Regions from separate parts of the Mus musculus genome. Here regions 2, 3 and 4 are each linked to region 1. The links are chromatin contacts, called in public HiChIP or PLAC-seq and promoter capture Hi-C maps. All regions are on one chromosome and are shown on one strand. The core of a region is the stretch at or near the end of the contact, and the rest is flanking DNA. Distances in the headings are between cores, read along the strand shown.

The links. HiChIP or PLAC-seq counts read pairs in DNA pulled down with a chosen protein or histone mark. Capture Hi-C pulls out chosen DNA fragments and counts their contacts.
Region 2: an H3K4me3 HiChIP or PLAC-seq map of forebrain shows a contact between it and region 1, with 5 times the contacts expected there. The contact joins the enhancer-like site here to the promoter of Celf2 in region 1. A contact is called at or near these places in 1 of 39 promoter capture datasets (hippocampal neurons) and 5 of 115 datasets of contacts at active chromatin or transcription factors (embryonic basal ganglia, embryonic forebrain, embryonic hindbrain and 2 more).
Region 3: a contact with region 1 is called in an H3K4me3 HiChIP or PLAC-seq map of forebrain, with 4 times the contacts expected there. The contact joins the enhancer-like site here to the promoter of Celf2 in region 1. A contact is called at or near these places in 5 of 115 datasets of contacts at active chromatin or transcription factors (SST interneurons, VIP interneurons, astrocytes and 2 more).
Region 4: a promoter capture Hi-C map of liver shows a contact between it and region 1. The contact joins the promoter of A230108P19Rik here to the promoter of Celf2 in region 1. A contact is called at or near these places in 4 of 39 promoter capture datasets (cranial neural crest, hematopoietic stem and progenitor cells, pre-B cells and 1 more), 5 of 115 datasets of contacts at active chromatin or transcription factors (astrocytes, embryonic forebrain, embryonic midbrain and 2 more) and 1 of 9 other capture datasets (liver).

What each region holds. Positions count from the first base shown.
Region 1 is chr2:6,883,229-6,886,918 of GRCm38.p6, reverse strand. Celf2 (CUGBP, Elav-like family member 2) reads left to right here and starts at 1,923. Exons shown (of 14, transcript NM_001110228.1): 1 at 1,923-2,067. The coding sequence starts at 1,961.
Region 2 is chr2:7,732,263-7,735,952 of GRCm38.p6, reverse strand. No RefSeq gene overlaps it. Among named protein-coding and RNA genes, the nearest start is that of Gm30904, 610 kb to the left of the region's middle. Within about 2 kb of position 1,667, at least 21 of the 459 cell types and tissues checked have an H3K27ac peak or open chromatin away from gene starts, as enhancers often do. A contact at or near this core is called in embryonic basal ganglia, forebrain and hippocampal neurons, where this site is marked.
Region 3 is chr2:7,618,191-7,621,880 of GRCm38.p6, reverse strand. No RefSeq gene overlaps it. Among named protein-coding and RNA genes, the nearest start is that of 5031426D15Rik, 690 kb to the right of the region's middle. Within about 2 kb of position 1,765, at least 29 of the 459 cell types and tissues checked have an H3K27ac peak or open chromatin away from gene starts, as enhancers often do. A contact at or near this core is called in forebrain, where this site is marked.
Region 4 is chr2:6,191,319-6,195,008 of GRCm38.p6, reverse strand. A230108P19Rik (RIKEN cDNA A230108P19 gene) reads right to left here and starts at 1,758. Exons shown (of 7, transcript NR_040333.1): 1 at 1,688-1,758. All of the region lies in intron 4 of Echdc3 (enoyl Coenzyme A hydratase domain containing 3), which reads left to right.

The DNA of each region.
Region 1 (3,690 bases), core at 674-3,173:
TCACAGCAGATGTCCATGCGACCATTCACTTTTTATTAATATTTGCACTGACCAAACACACCCAGTTTCACAGGCTCTTCACGTGCTTTAAAATAAATTAGCAGTTGGTGGCTCCATTTAACTACAGGGCAAAGAGAGCTACAGGGAGGTCAAGAGCCTTCTGCTCTGACACTCCCACAAGCCATAAGGGGAAGAAGGTCACAGTCTATTTCCTCAAGGTCTCTCCAGTTCCAAGTTCATTTACATGAACTTTTCCCACTTCAAAGGAGCATGTTGCATTTCATACAGTAGCCTTCCCTGGCAAGGTCATTCCTTCTCATATGTTCACTTGGTGATTTTCATATCGTGTAATGAAGCAAAGACCTGGGATGATGGAGTTGTCCTTAAGATGAGGCTCTTGTTTTGGGACTTGATCTTTGTCAAGTGGTTTGCCATGTCTTAGTGATGTGTAGAAATGGGAATGGCAGTTGTCTATCCTTTCTTTGTTTCCATAGTCTAGGATGCACCAGTCAGGAATGTTGTGTAGCAGAGCCTGAGGAACTCTTCCCTCTACACTCTCCCCAGATCTCCCGACTGTGGATAAGACCAAGTTCAAAAGTCAGAGATCTTACAAGATACTGGGTATATTATTTAAGGTCCTCAAATATGGGGGAGAACAAAACCCACCATCATTTTCTTCACTCTTAGTCCCGGTTATATTTCAAGTCCAGAATTTTACTAGGAAAGATACACTTTGTGCCGATATAGGATGGGGTGAGCATTCAGGATTCACACCAGTCTTTGTTGACTCAGGTCTGTTTTGAAATGTTCTAGGTTATTCCATAGAAAGTGAGGGTTTTCCCAACTTCCAAGGTCAGTGTGCATCCCCTGGAGTGACGTCCGAACTTGCCCTTTTGGATGACTATGTGTGCAGTCCATAGAGTTCTCTCTCTCTCTCTCTCTCTCTCTCTCTCTCTCTCTCTCTCTCTCTCTGTGTGTGTGTGTGTGTGTGTGTGTGTGTGTGTGTGTGTGTGTGCTTAACTTACTGTTTGACTTCCTAGTTATTTATGGAATGATTCCTACTCAAAGAAACAGAAAGGGGAATGTGTATTTTCTCTGGTCCACTTTATGTTCAAAGGCTCAAGAATATAGTGAAGCAGAGTAGCAAATTTTCTTGTTTTGGGGAAAAAAAGCCACTCATTAGCCTTTCAGGAATGAAGCTGCTGTATCTGTCAATTACGCATTCAGTGCGACCAAACAATCTTTGTGTTGCCTGCTGGCTTTGATGCCTGGATTCTGGTGAATGAAGCTCTTAATTTATAAGAACTCTGGCATACAGAGAGTTAAAACACTTCCCAGTTTCTTAGCCTCTGTTCTCTGCATCTATGGTCCAGGGTGAGGCTGAGGGTCTTGACCTTGTCACTCTTTCTAAGGACAAGAGGAGAGGAACAGATGAATCCAACTGTGAATGCAGTGTCCCAGAAAAGAGAGGCAAAAATCCTTTTGAGCACACTGACCTGTTCAAATCTCAGTCCTCTGGGATGCTCTGCTGATAGTTGATAGTGAACTGTGCTGTGAGATTGGTTTTGCTAACATACACACACACACACACACACACACACACACACACACACACACACACATATATATATATATGAAATCACATGTCACTGAGTTGCTTAAAATCTTCCCAGTTTTTAAGATGGTAATTAGGAGATCCAATGCCAGGCTTGAGTGCATGCAAACAAGCTCTCTCTAGAAGACACAGCACACCAGTGCAAAAACATGCCTAGATAACATAACTTGTCGGAGAGGATTATTTCTTCCCAGTGAGTCTGCAGGAGCCCTTTTCTGTACTATTCAGCATTTGAGAGGAGAGAGGGAGAGAGAGAGAGAGAGAGAGAGAGAGAGAGAGAGAGAGAGAGAGAGAGAGAGAGAGAGAGGAGAGGGGGCGCATTAGTGAATAGCGACTGTGGCATTGATGTTTGAGCGCACTTCTGAACTGGCTTTTGTTGAGACTATCAGTGTAGAAAGCATGCGCTGTCCCAAATCCGCTGTTACTATGAGAAATGAGGAGCTGCTTTTAAGGTATGTTGTTGGGTCCTTTGTTTTTAACATAGGCTTTTCTAGTTTTGAGAGCTGGTGGAGACGCCAATCTTGCCCTGAATCAAGCAGCTTCCTTATCTTAGAAGAGAAAGAGAGAGAAAAAAGAATCTAAACAGAGAGAGGGAAATGAAATTGAGACCAAGAGATTGGGAGGGAGAGCGAGCAAGCCAGGGAGAGAAAGGAGAAGGACTGCTGTGAGGGAGTTGTGTGTGTACTAGTTGTCTTTTGAAAGCAGACCATGCATTTGCTCCCCGCTACCTATGAGCAGCCAGTGGATGTTTTAAGGGTTCCGAATCTGGCTGTTGGTTCGTCTTTTCCTTTGCAATGTCTAAGCCTCTTTCATTATTATGCACTCTGCATGGAATAATCATCGAAAAAGGAGCTGAGGAGACTCCATATTAGACTTGCGTTCCAAATACCACTCTAATCTGGACTTAGACACCTAAATAGTCCTCTCGTGTTATCAGGTTTGGATCACTTTATCCTGCTTGCCAAAATGTGTACCTGTTTGGAGACCTCTGTTCATGCATGGCGTCCTGGGTCCTCTTGTGCGGGAAAGCAGATACCTGCTTCCTGCATGGGTGGTGGGGTTCTATCATAGACCGAGAAGGAGACACAGCTGACCTTTTGGGAAGCGGAGAGAGAATTATGATAGAATTGGCATCCTGCTTTTAAAAATGCAGTCTTTTGTTTATTTGCTAGCAGACATTGTAGCACTGAATACATCTTTGGGTCTGACAATGGGACCGGTGGAACAATGGAGCTGTCAAACTAGCTTAATGCATGTCTGGGGCTGGTTTTCTGTTTGTTTGTTTTTTTTTTCCAGCACCCCCTTTTATCTCCTATAATCTTGTTGTGTGGACTATCAGAGGGAAGCTTTGGGTCTGCTTATTTGTGGTTTTATGCTTTTAAAAATTTATTATCTGCCGTTCTCAGAGCTTTTTGCATTTTGCAGTTATGTTGGCTGGATTAAGTTAGAGATTTATGGCTTGCCTCTCTGTTAACTACAGAAAGAAAACTTATTGATTGAGGATGCTTGTAATACTATTATCATTGTGGCAAATGCCTTGTTGATCAGACCTGCTTCTACAGTATTTACCGCCGAGGATTTTAAATGCTCCCTTTTTTTGGACCTAGGGAATGTAGCATAAAAGAGAAGTTAAGAAGGACATACTTAATGCTCAAGTAATCAGTATTCCTAGTTTTTAGCTTCCCCTTTGGCATCCACAGACAAGCAGTTTAGAAATCCAAGAATAAGAACTTTTGCCTTTCCAATTTTGGTCACCAACTATTGTTCTGTTACTTTGTTAAGTGAAAGGTTTCGATGGAATATATTGATCTTTGATTTGATGTTTATATTCTTACAAACTGCATTTCTATGAAAGGCAAGTATTTCACGTGTATTCGGATGCCCTTCATTTCATAAGATAAACTGGTTTCTAAGGTGAAAATACTGTAGGAGAGAATATGGAAAAATCTGGTTCAAACTTCTCAAATGCTGAAACCATTTTTATTCCACACTGGATGTAAAATAACTGAAATTAAAATAATAAGTAATAGATTTACATGAAAATCCTCTTTTAAGGTTGATGTCTATAAAGAATA
Region 2 (3,690 bases), core at 418-2,917, 850 kb before region 1:
AATGGTAACACAAGTCAAATTATTTAGATTATACTATTAATCCATATATCAAGGATTTGATAAGTCAGTAAGAACTATTTTAAATTTTTGTTACATATTTTTGGATTGTAAACAATTATGTGATCAAAGAATTATTATATTTTATTATAGTATGGTTTGCCTGCAAAAATACTTTGTCTTGGAATCAAAATCACAGAGATAATGCATTTAATAACCTAAAAGAAACTATGGGTTATATTATCAAAATTGAAAGACTTGGGACTAAGGAAATGACTAGTTGGTAAAGTGCTTGCCTTTAAGCATGGAGGGTTGGTTGGATTCTAAGCAGTAGTGTGAGAGAGCTTAGCCTAGCATAGCGGCTTATCATCCAGCAATGGGAAGGTGGACACAGGGATGGCTAAATTTACAAGCCTGCCCATGCAACCAAAGTCAGTAAGTAAATCTGTCTCAAAGTAGTGGGATGCACATAAGAAATAACACAGAGGTTGTCTACTAGTCTCCACACGCCCATGCTCAGATGTATGTGAATTTGTTCACACATGTGTATCTCTGAACATATATAGACATAAACACACATGCATGCATGAAAATCTTATTATTTTTTTTCTTGTTTCTATGAGGTGTTGCTTAAGGATGTGGGTATGCTAGGAATTCATATTTAGAGGGATGCAGTTATGTAAAAGTTATAGAGAGTTTCTCTAGTCAGTTTATGTTACTATAACAAAGCATCATAGACCAAGAGAATTAATGGGATAGAGATTATTTCTCATAGCTGGGACTACAGGTCTGACATTAGGGTGCCTGTGCAGTTGGGTTCTTAGTAAGAGTTGCTGCTGTGTTAAAGGATGTTGGATGCTTCTTGTTTCTTTTGTGCTCTGAGCATAAATAGCAAAGTTTTTATTTTGCCTTTTACCAGGGTAGCAATTCCCCTCAAGAGGACTCTAGCTTCATGACCTTTTTAACTCCCAAGAGCCTATCTCCAGAAAGCATCACGCTGGGGATTAGCATGTAAGTATGATGGGAGCAAAGACTTAGAGCTGACAGCCTCCTTTGCTTCATTTAAAATTTTTCTTTTTAGAATTAGGAAAGAAATGGATGCACAACTTAGCAAGAACTTGCCGCTTCAAATACGCACATATAACTTTTAATGTACACAGATGGAGTTACAGGTGCCAGAATCCCTGCTCAGGATAACTGTAGGAAGCTGTGTATACTGTTGCTGGGGTGGGGGTGGGTGGGGGGAGCTTCCCCTTTGTTATGCTAGTGGCAGGGACTTTATCCCATTTACCCAGAAGCCTCTAGGCAACTGCAAATAATGCCAAGGGACCATGCTGCCATATGGCTGTTATGCAGTCCTTTCTGAAGGTGTCACCCAAAGGGGTTCTCTGAGGACTTACAGCCACGTGCAGATTGCTTCCCCCCCTCTCGCTGCCTGCTTCTTTCCTCCCCCGCATACCACCCGCCTTCCTCTCTTCCCTCAAATGTTCTGTAGCTGTCAAGTTTCTTTTATAGAAATAAGTGAAATTATAATGAGACAAGAGATAGACGTGCCAGAGATGAATAGAAAGACTTTATGGAATTGCTGCTGTATCTGAAAGCCTTAAAGAGGAGGCAGGAGGGCGGATAATGGCTGTCACCCTGCACAGGAAGCACTCCCCTGGCACATTTGACTTTCAAAACTGCTTCTGATCCGTTCATAGGAAGTTGGTGCTGTATTAAACTGCATCGTACAGAACTACACTGTAGAGGCAGGGAAAAGTCAAGACCCTGGAATTCTCTTCTGAAAAACCTCATCTGAGAGCCAGAGCTTCTCATTTGGAAAGGCTACCTTGTGGCATCTTCCTAGAGTTTTTGGTTGAGGACCAGTGTCCTTCCCATGTCCTGTTTTTCATAGCATGGCTTGTGCTCTGTTTTATTAGGAAAGGAGAGTGTACTCGTCGTTATGTTATGAAAGTATTGCTCTTTTCACCCATCAGCTACTAGACTGAAAAAAATTGCCTTATTATGAAGTTGATAGTGAAAGTTTCAGGGAGCAGATGTTCTAATTACTCCAAACATGCCCATCGGATAAAAAGAAAGTCAGAATTTTACTTGTGAGAATACCAAGCAGGAATTTTTTTTTTAAAGTGTGTGTGCATGTGCATGCAAGTGTATGTGTGTGTGCGTGTGTGTGTGTGTGTGTGTGTGTGTGTGTGAGAGAGAGAGAGAGAGAGATGCGCTTGTACCACCACAGAGCTCATGTGGTCAGAACAAAAATATGAGGAATCTTTTTCTCTCCTTCTACCATGTGGGTCCTTGTGATTGACCATAGGAACTCATGTTTGGCAGAAAGTGCCTTTCCCCATGGAATAGACTGTCTTGCTGGCCCTGAAGGAAACATTCCCACATTTGTGTTTTTGTCTCCTTTGTCTGTGCATCTCTTCTTTGCTAAAAATAAACTCATGAACCTTAATTCTATTGTTCCGTTTTTAAAAGTAGGAGTCATAGAGTTAGGTGTTAAATGATGTTTTAAAATTAAAGAAGGGCCTGCTATGGTTGTGCACAATTTTGTTACTAGCATTTGGTTGGCAGAGACAGATGGATCTTGGAATTTGAGGCTATCCTGTACGACAGAGGGATTTCAGAGGTAGTGAGACTTACAAAATGAGACACAGCAGCCTATGGGGAGGGGGAAAAAAGAGCAAAGTGGGACCAGAGCCTGGCATGCATGATTCTCCAAAGACAGAAGGAGCTGTTTTGATATGGATCTGAAGTTTACTGAGACACACAGAGAGAAAATGAATGCAATGTGATTTAACTGTATGAGCCGGAGCCCCACTGGCCAGCCATTTTACCCTAGTGAGCCCCAGACTGTAAGTCTCAAACCCTCACCCTTGGGCAAATGGCTCAAGTGACTATTTAACATATGAAAATAGGCCTGGCTGCCAGGTTCTCCCAGCATCCCTCAGTACCTACCTGTTACAGAGTATGGCTAGCATACCTCACCCTCTACCCTAACTCTCCAGCCCAGGGGTTGGACTGCCAATCGCTCAGCTGTTCTTCCCTATATAATCCAGACATTTTGATTACCTGACCTCTTTTGGTTCCCCTCTCTCTCCTCTCTCTGTTCCTCCTCCATCGCTTTACATGGCTCACTGTTATGTCTACTCTGGACTTTCCCAGATGCCCCATATCTGGCTCTACCCTCTTTGTTATCTACAATAAACCTCGTCCACCAAACCGAGGAGATTTCATGTCCTTTTCTTTTTATTTCTTTTTCAATATTCGCAGACCAATCACAGAATCTGCCTCAAAGGAGGTCACTGGTGTCCTAAGGGTGAAATCTCATATTTACCTCTGGTCTCCATCCATACTCTGTATATCTGAACTAATATACACACGGACACAAGTATATACATCTATGAATACAAAAGTAATGGAAAGTGGCAAGTATCAAAAATTAATTTATTCACATGCTACAATGTGTATTATCTCTCCATCCCACCCAGAATGTACTTCAAGTCTCATCTATAGGTAAGACCTCATCTATGACCAACTGGTTTCATTTCTACCATGGAGTCTTTTCTATCTCAAATGCAACATGTGTATATCATGGTTTAATTGATATTTTTGGAATTAATTAATGAATCAAGATCCAGGTCTGGAGTAGATAGAGACCACGGTAGAATCAGAGACAATGACAGAGCTGGG
Region 3 (3,690 bases), core at 516-3,015, 740 kb before region 1:
CAGACTTTATATATGGAAATAGATCAAGTATTGGATGAAGTGTGTTTTGCTTTATATTTTATTTTTTTCCTTTGCATTGACTCCTTGTGCCTTTCATGTCATATATGCCAATATGTCTCACCTCTGTCTCTCCATATCTGCTCTCAACTCTTGCAACCTCCTCCCCAAAAAACAAAAGAAAAAAAGTTTAAAAATAAATAAATAAAAACTAGAAAAAGCTTTTTATATGAATGGCTGGAGGGGGAAAAATCTACTTAGTTAAGTGCTTGCTGTGAAAATAAAAGGCCCTGACTGACTTTGATTCTCAGAAGTCCCATACAAAGAGTTGGATAGAGACTGCTGGCCAGAGAGGCAAGCCTTCCTCAGGAGGCTCCAGACCATGTTAAAAAATGAGAATGCTCATGTTAATAAATAAATTGGGCAGGGAGATGGCTTGGTATGTAAGGCACATGCCACACCAATGTGAAGAGCTAAGCTTAAGCCCTCAGAAACCAGGGAGCATCTGAGTGTGATGGTGGACATCTGTGATCTCTGTGCTCCCACAGGAAGATGGGACGTGAAGACAGAATCTCTAGAGGTTTGTGAATCACTGACACTGTTGTACACGGTGGTGGACAAAAGCTTCCTCTTGAACAAGACAGAAGGGGACGACCAACACTCAAAGTTGTCCTCCCTCTGAAGTGTGCCATGACAATCTCATGTCTGTGTTCTTATACATAGATGTGCATGCATGCATACACACATAACTACCCGGGACATCTGCATGACCACTATATTGGAAGATTCCATTGGACTGTGGTAGGGTCATCAGTTGGTACAGGACTTAAGGCAATGATTTCTCTACTCCATGAAGGTGTTGCTAGCTAATAGTATAGTCATGAAGTGTAGGATCCCCTGAGTCCTTGCCTTATCCATGCCTGAATACTTATGGGCCGTGTAAATGTATATGTATATAATTTTAAATTAAAAAGTTCATAATAGGCCTTAGGAAAGACAATCAAGGTTGACTACATTGGCATGCATACTCATATGGCTATGAACTTAAACATATAAATGTATACAATGTGCATGCACATGTAAAAGGTGAATCCAAAACAATAATAATTGGCAAAAAGATAACTTTGTTCCAGAAGAGTCTAACTAAAAGGAAAAGAACTGTGATTTATATTAATTATTTGATAGGGTTGGCCTATTATAAACTGTCATCTATATCTTCAGTATCTCCTCCAGTGTTTCAACTTGTTTATAGATCTTGAATGGCATCCATTTATATTTGTGAAACTGACTCACTGTTTGAGGCAGGGAACTCTTTCACACCAGTGAAATGGTGACTTTCTCACAGTCCTATTGATCATTGAGATGCAGTAACTGACAGAACCCAGTGATTTACTCCCCACCCAGCAGGAACCCAGCATATCATCTGTGCAAGCACCTGATCTCTACTTGAGAAGCCTAAGACATCCAAGAGCGGGGGAAGACAGATGTCCAAGGGACAAGCAGTCAGGTAGACAACAATCAATTCCATGAATTGTCAGTTTTTGCCTCTATCCCGGGTCCTGTCACATTCTCCAGTACTATTTAGAGCGGTCATTTCAGCCTTTGTCTATTTGATCACCTGTCTCCTTTGTCAGACCCAGTGAGCCATTTGGCAGCCATGGCTGTGGCCATCTGTGCTGTTAGAACGAGGCGCTTTTCCCAGTGCTTACCCAGCTTTCTCATCCAGAGATTCTTGGCTTGAAGGAGTCAGGTGCTTCCGATTTCTGGGCTTCTTGCCACTGTCTGGGAGGGTTTCACATCGTGGGCCAGCTTTTGCAGTAGAAGGATCTAGAGGGGACTGTGCTTCTTTTTCATTCCCAGAGTACTGACATTTAGTTGGCCGTCCCTACTGGCTTGCTCTATTGACCTTTCTGCTTTAAGTGGTTTACTTTATTACTGAACGTCCAGTCTGCCTAAGCACACAGGAATAGGCATAATCTCAGCAACAGCAAATGATGAATCCACTACTCAGTTTTCTTGAGAAATGTAAATTCATACTAAGTCAACGTAAGGTCATTACAAGGGAATTTTCAAGTTTTAAAATATTATAAACAAGTCTCCAGAGCTGCAGGAATAACCTCACTTAAATATTTACCTTTAGAATATTTTTAAATCACCAGTGCTTAGAGAAACAAAGCTACTTGCTTTTGTACCAAATCAAGAGAAACCTGTTTTGTAACATATACCATCTGTGGAAGATGATCCTCCTACAACTCTGGGATGCCATGATTTTAACAGCCTTTTAGCTTGGTTAATTTTTGTCTTTAAAAATATTGGTTAAGTTCTGTATAACTACTAATTCAATATGGATATTTAAAATTTAAAAAAAAAGAAATATGGTGGTGTGGTTACTGTGTGGAGCACAGTCCTATCATTTAGGTCAAAGTGGGATGCTGATATACCCTGTCTCAGGAAAGATATTAACAATTTACTGAAACTGCTTTTCCTGCTCTTTGATTCTGCTTAAGTACAGAGAAAAATATGTTCTTTCCCTTCTAGATTATTGCAATATCATAAAAACACAAGTAATTAATGGCCATAAAGATCTCAGAAACATCATGACATCATAAAAAAGTGGAAAGGAAGTGTATTAGATTGCAATAAATTCCCATTCATCTAGGCACTTTTAATTTAAAACTAGATGCAACTGGGAGAAACACTTCAGATGCTTACAGATGCACCACGGTGTGAAAGAGAAATTTACTAGCAAGTTGAGAGGGTAAACACATTTTTAAAAAAATACACATGATTACAATCTCTTGAGTAAGTACTTAAAAGTAAAATATGAGTCTAAACTCACCAGATTCGCTGTTATCACAACAAAGATATCCTGTTAGTTGTAGACAGTGATTAGACATTTTTAAATACCTTCTTATTTCATCTTGGGAATATGACTATAATATGACACTAAAAGTATATATTCTTTTTTCTTTGAAATGTATGGAAATTGCTCATTCACATTTTTAAGAAGAATAGCTACTATAAATATGCAGTGGGTATATTTGTAAAACAATATCCCATAATGGATTGAAAAGAATCATTTAATTTTGACTTGTATTTGAGAATACCATAAGCTATAAATTTTCATGTAATTCGAATACCAAGGATAGAAAAAAACATTTTGGGGGAATCAGCTAAAAAACATAGAAGTGAACAATATACTTATAAACTGTTAAATAGTTTCTCACTGTTGAAAAATAGATTGCAAAAATATGCAAGCAGAGATAGCTCTGAACAATACAGAGTGAAACATGGCCCTTTCTAAGGTCCCTTGATATGGAGTTTAAAATATAAGAATATAATGAGAACACCCACCTATATTTAAGCATGTGACATATGGAGAGGCTTCAGATGGACCCAGAGATAAAAATTAAAAATAAAAATATGCTCCCAAACAAGGAATGGATTTAGGGATTAGAGTCACATGGGAGATGGTAAGGACATGTGGCTTTCCCTTTGCTTCAGGAAGTTGGATCCTATATCAAAGTAGCCCTTATTATGATTCTATCAAAATAGTTTCATTTGAATTTCATGTTTTCTGACATATAGAAACATAAATGAGAACTTTTCTAGGTAGTTAGATAGGGCTAAAAATATATGACTGTTCTACCTAAGATTATGGCTTAAACCTAGAAGCATATGGAATTAGACAAG
Region 4 (3,690 bases), core at 509-3,008, 690 kb after region 1:
ATGCAATTGAAACAGTTTTGTTCCACCAAATGGCTGCCCAGGAGACACAGTGCACAGCGCGCTGACACAGCGCCAGTGACAAGGGGCTGAGGCTGAATCTCTGGCTAGTGATTTCTTGACAACCATTCTCATTCCAGAAAGGAGTTACAGTGTCTGATTTACAGTGCTGGGCTTACAGTGGTTAGACCAGAACTAGCCTGTCCATACTGTGGGACTCTGCACAAGGAGCAGCTGTGTGTCGGAGCTGTCTTGTCATCACTAATGACAATCAAGTCTGTTTCCCCTTGTAAAGCTGTCTTCCGTCCAAAACCTCACAGAATAGCGTTCAGTGGGCATCCATGAAGCGGAAAACCACAGTGTCTGTTCTGGGAGGAAGACATCCTGTTCTCAGTGGGAAATCTGGAAACGAAGGCGCAAACCTATATATGCAGCGAGCAAGGAGAACAGGCTATCTGGTCTTGAAACAACTGCCAAACTTAACAGTGGCTCACAGGCCTGAGGCAAGAAAGAAGTGAGACCTGAAGGGAAAACAGCAGTAGAGCCAAGGGGTGCCTGGGAGAATTTTGCCCTTCCCCAGGTCCTCCTGGTTAGTTTTGGCAGAAACGGGTGCACCTATGAAGATACTGCAGTTTACTACAAACCAGTATGCGGACACCAGGCTGGAAGTGGGCTACAAGCTGCAAGAGGTGAGGGTTTGCTCAAGCATCTTTCAAAGGGGAGGTGCTTGCTTATTATTTTAGATAGATATTTGCCTTAAGTGCAGCCATGTTTAGTGAATATTTCTTATATCATTGCCTGGACTTCAAGTCAAAATAGATTACAAATCTCCTGTGATACTCAAGGACTGTCTTGTAACTGCAGATGAAACCATGAAGCCTTTCATAGCAAGAAGTTGCTATACTGGTTCATCCTCTTTCCAACACATGACTTGCTGGAAGGTTCCATGGTAAAGGCATTTAAGTCCTATTGACAGGGTAAAAAATAGCAAGCCTTCTAAATTAAGGCTTATCAGAATTCCTAGAAACTTCAGACTGTCAAACTTTACAATTGTTTTTGAAAAGAAAGAGGAGAAATGTAACCAAAATATCCCTTGAATTCCATGGAAGCCCAGTTCTCGGAACCACATTGCGTAATCTGCACAGTGTGACAGATGAAGGGGCAAGGGCATCGTGAGAACCAGAATCGCTTTTTCCCTGCCAAAGAACGTTTTGTCAGGAAGCAGGCCTTCTCAAACGACAACAGTCTGTCCTGGGGGTGGGGAAGGCAGCTCCATCAGCAAATTCCAGCTGCACAAGCAGGAGGCCCTGAGTTCCATCTGCAGAGCACACTCATCAAAGCCAGGCCTCGCGGTGCACACTTGTCATCTCAGAGCTGAGGAGGCCAAAACGGGAGGATCCCCGAAGCTCTGGGACCAGCCAGTCTAAGTAATCAGCAACTTCTACCCACTGAAAGACATCCTGTAGATGCCTTTCAAAAAACAAGGTAGACAGCTCCTGGCAAACACCACCCAAGGTTGACTTCTGACCTCTAAATACACGTGCACACGTGCACCCAGTCCAATATGTGCATGCACACTTATGAGCGCGCGCGCGCGCGCGCACACACACACACACTCAGAATTATAGTTTCTCTTCATATTCTGGCCCCCCAGAAGAAGAGTGAACTCAAGCACACACTGTGAACGTACCATTGCATCTGCTGGTGATAATAGGTCCCTGTGTTTATCCGCAGAGAAGCAGGCAGGTGCTTTTGCAAACTGGCCTGGATGGACGTCTCAGTCCTTTCCTACTTAGGTGTTAGGACAACATGTGTTGGACTCTACTTCCCTCTGCTGGGCACTCTAGGAAAATGTTCTGCTGTGCTGGAAAGTTAAAGACTGCAGTTCTTCTACTGGGCAAAAGCCATGGAGTTGAGCATACTGTGTCAAGGCATGATTATTCATCTTATTTTTAAAGTCGTTCCCTTGAATTCAACCATGCATCTTCATTGTGCTATATAAAAGCCCTGCCTCCAGATGTTCTCTTCCCGAGGCCGGGCTGGCCATGCACAGCTAAGAGCCAGCACATCAGGCGTCCCATAAGTATATCAGTAAGTATTCCAGGAAAGCTAGAAAGGACTCGAGTCTCCTTCCAACACCAGTCCCTTCACCACGGGGAAAATCCTTGCTTCCGCTTACCTACCCACCTGGCTGTGTGTTTGCACACCCTTATCTCCCACAAGTCTAACTCAGAGTTCGATCCTCACCCATACCACAACTCCCACAGAGACTCGGACATGACTCATATCGACTATTTAACAGTGAGTTGCATGCCTAACATAATTTAGAAAATGCAGCTTAAAAGCACCCATGCATGCTAGCAACTTTTCCTAGTTTCCCGGCGAGATGAGGGCAGTGATCTGGTGTGTGTAACCTGTGCACACCTGGTGGGTGTGCACCGTATCCAACCCTCCCCCACTCATTCCTCTTTCTCCCTGCATCTCCTCAAGCTGCAGTCCACAGTCTCAAGAAGACAGACACCATTACTACAGCCTGAATGTGTTGTTCCCTGAGTTCATATGTTGCAGTGCAATCATCAAAGTGACAGCTGTTGGAGGTGGGGCCTTGGGATGTGATGTTGGGTCAAGAGTAGAACCTCATGATGGGACTAGAGTCTGTGGGAAAGGGGTGTCAGGTCCCATGTGAGGACACAGTGATACATCAGTCTCTGAACCTGGAGTCAGCTTTCTCCCTGGACACTAAATCTGCTGATGCCTTGAACCTGGGCTTCCCAACCTCCAGAGCATGAGATCTTCCTGCTTCTCAGCCACACAGTTTATGGCCTTTTGTTCTTACAGTCTGGATAAACCAAGGCATGGGGCCCACCCAAAAGATAAGCAGAGAGGCCCCAGGATGCTGCAGCACACAGCCATCACATCTGTGTGGTCCCCTCTGCTTTGCTGATCCGCTCAGGTGCTGTGAAGCCTTGAAGCCAGTGTCAGAGTCACAGAAGTATCCAGTAGGAGTGAGGATGTTAATATTAGTCACTCCACTCACTGGCATCTACCGAGAATTCCGTTATCTCGGATTAATCTGTTATCTGGAATAATCACCAGGGCGTGGAGAATGCAGGTACCCATTCGTCTGTCCAGAGGACGGATCAGACTCTGAAGGGTCAGTTGGTTTGACTCTGGTGTCTGTCTCCAAACCTCTCCTTTCTAGAAGATTGTCTGACAACCAGGTTAAGTCACAGCCTCAAATCTTAATTGTCATTTTGAATGAATGTCCCCCTAGAGTAAAGAACTACTGACTTACCAACTTCTTAGGGTGACCAAAGAGGTGCCGCCCTGAATGGCAGTATGGGGCCATTAGCATAGAGGTGAAGGTATCTTTTCTTCTAGTTCATCTGAAGATCCTGTAAACTCACAGTGTAAAAACGTAGATACTAAGATATGACTGTGCTGATTAGCTGGGAAAACAACCTGCCTTTTCCTTACTGAATGTCACCCTCTAACCTCATGCTGTAAAAACATGTGGCTCCAGTAGGCAGAAAGGGAAACTGAAGCCTAGAGAGGGGATGAGCTTGGCAGGATGGCTTAGGATCCCAAAGGCAGGGGTAGAATGTCTTCTGGCCTTTGATCTTGTTCCGCACACGTCATCCTTGAGCATGAGGTATTGATCTCATGAATTCTTTCTTGGTCTTCTGGGATGAA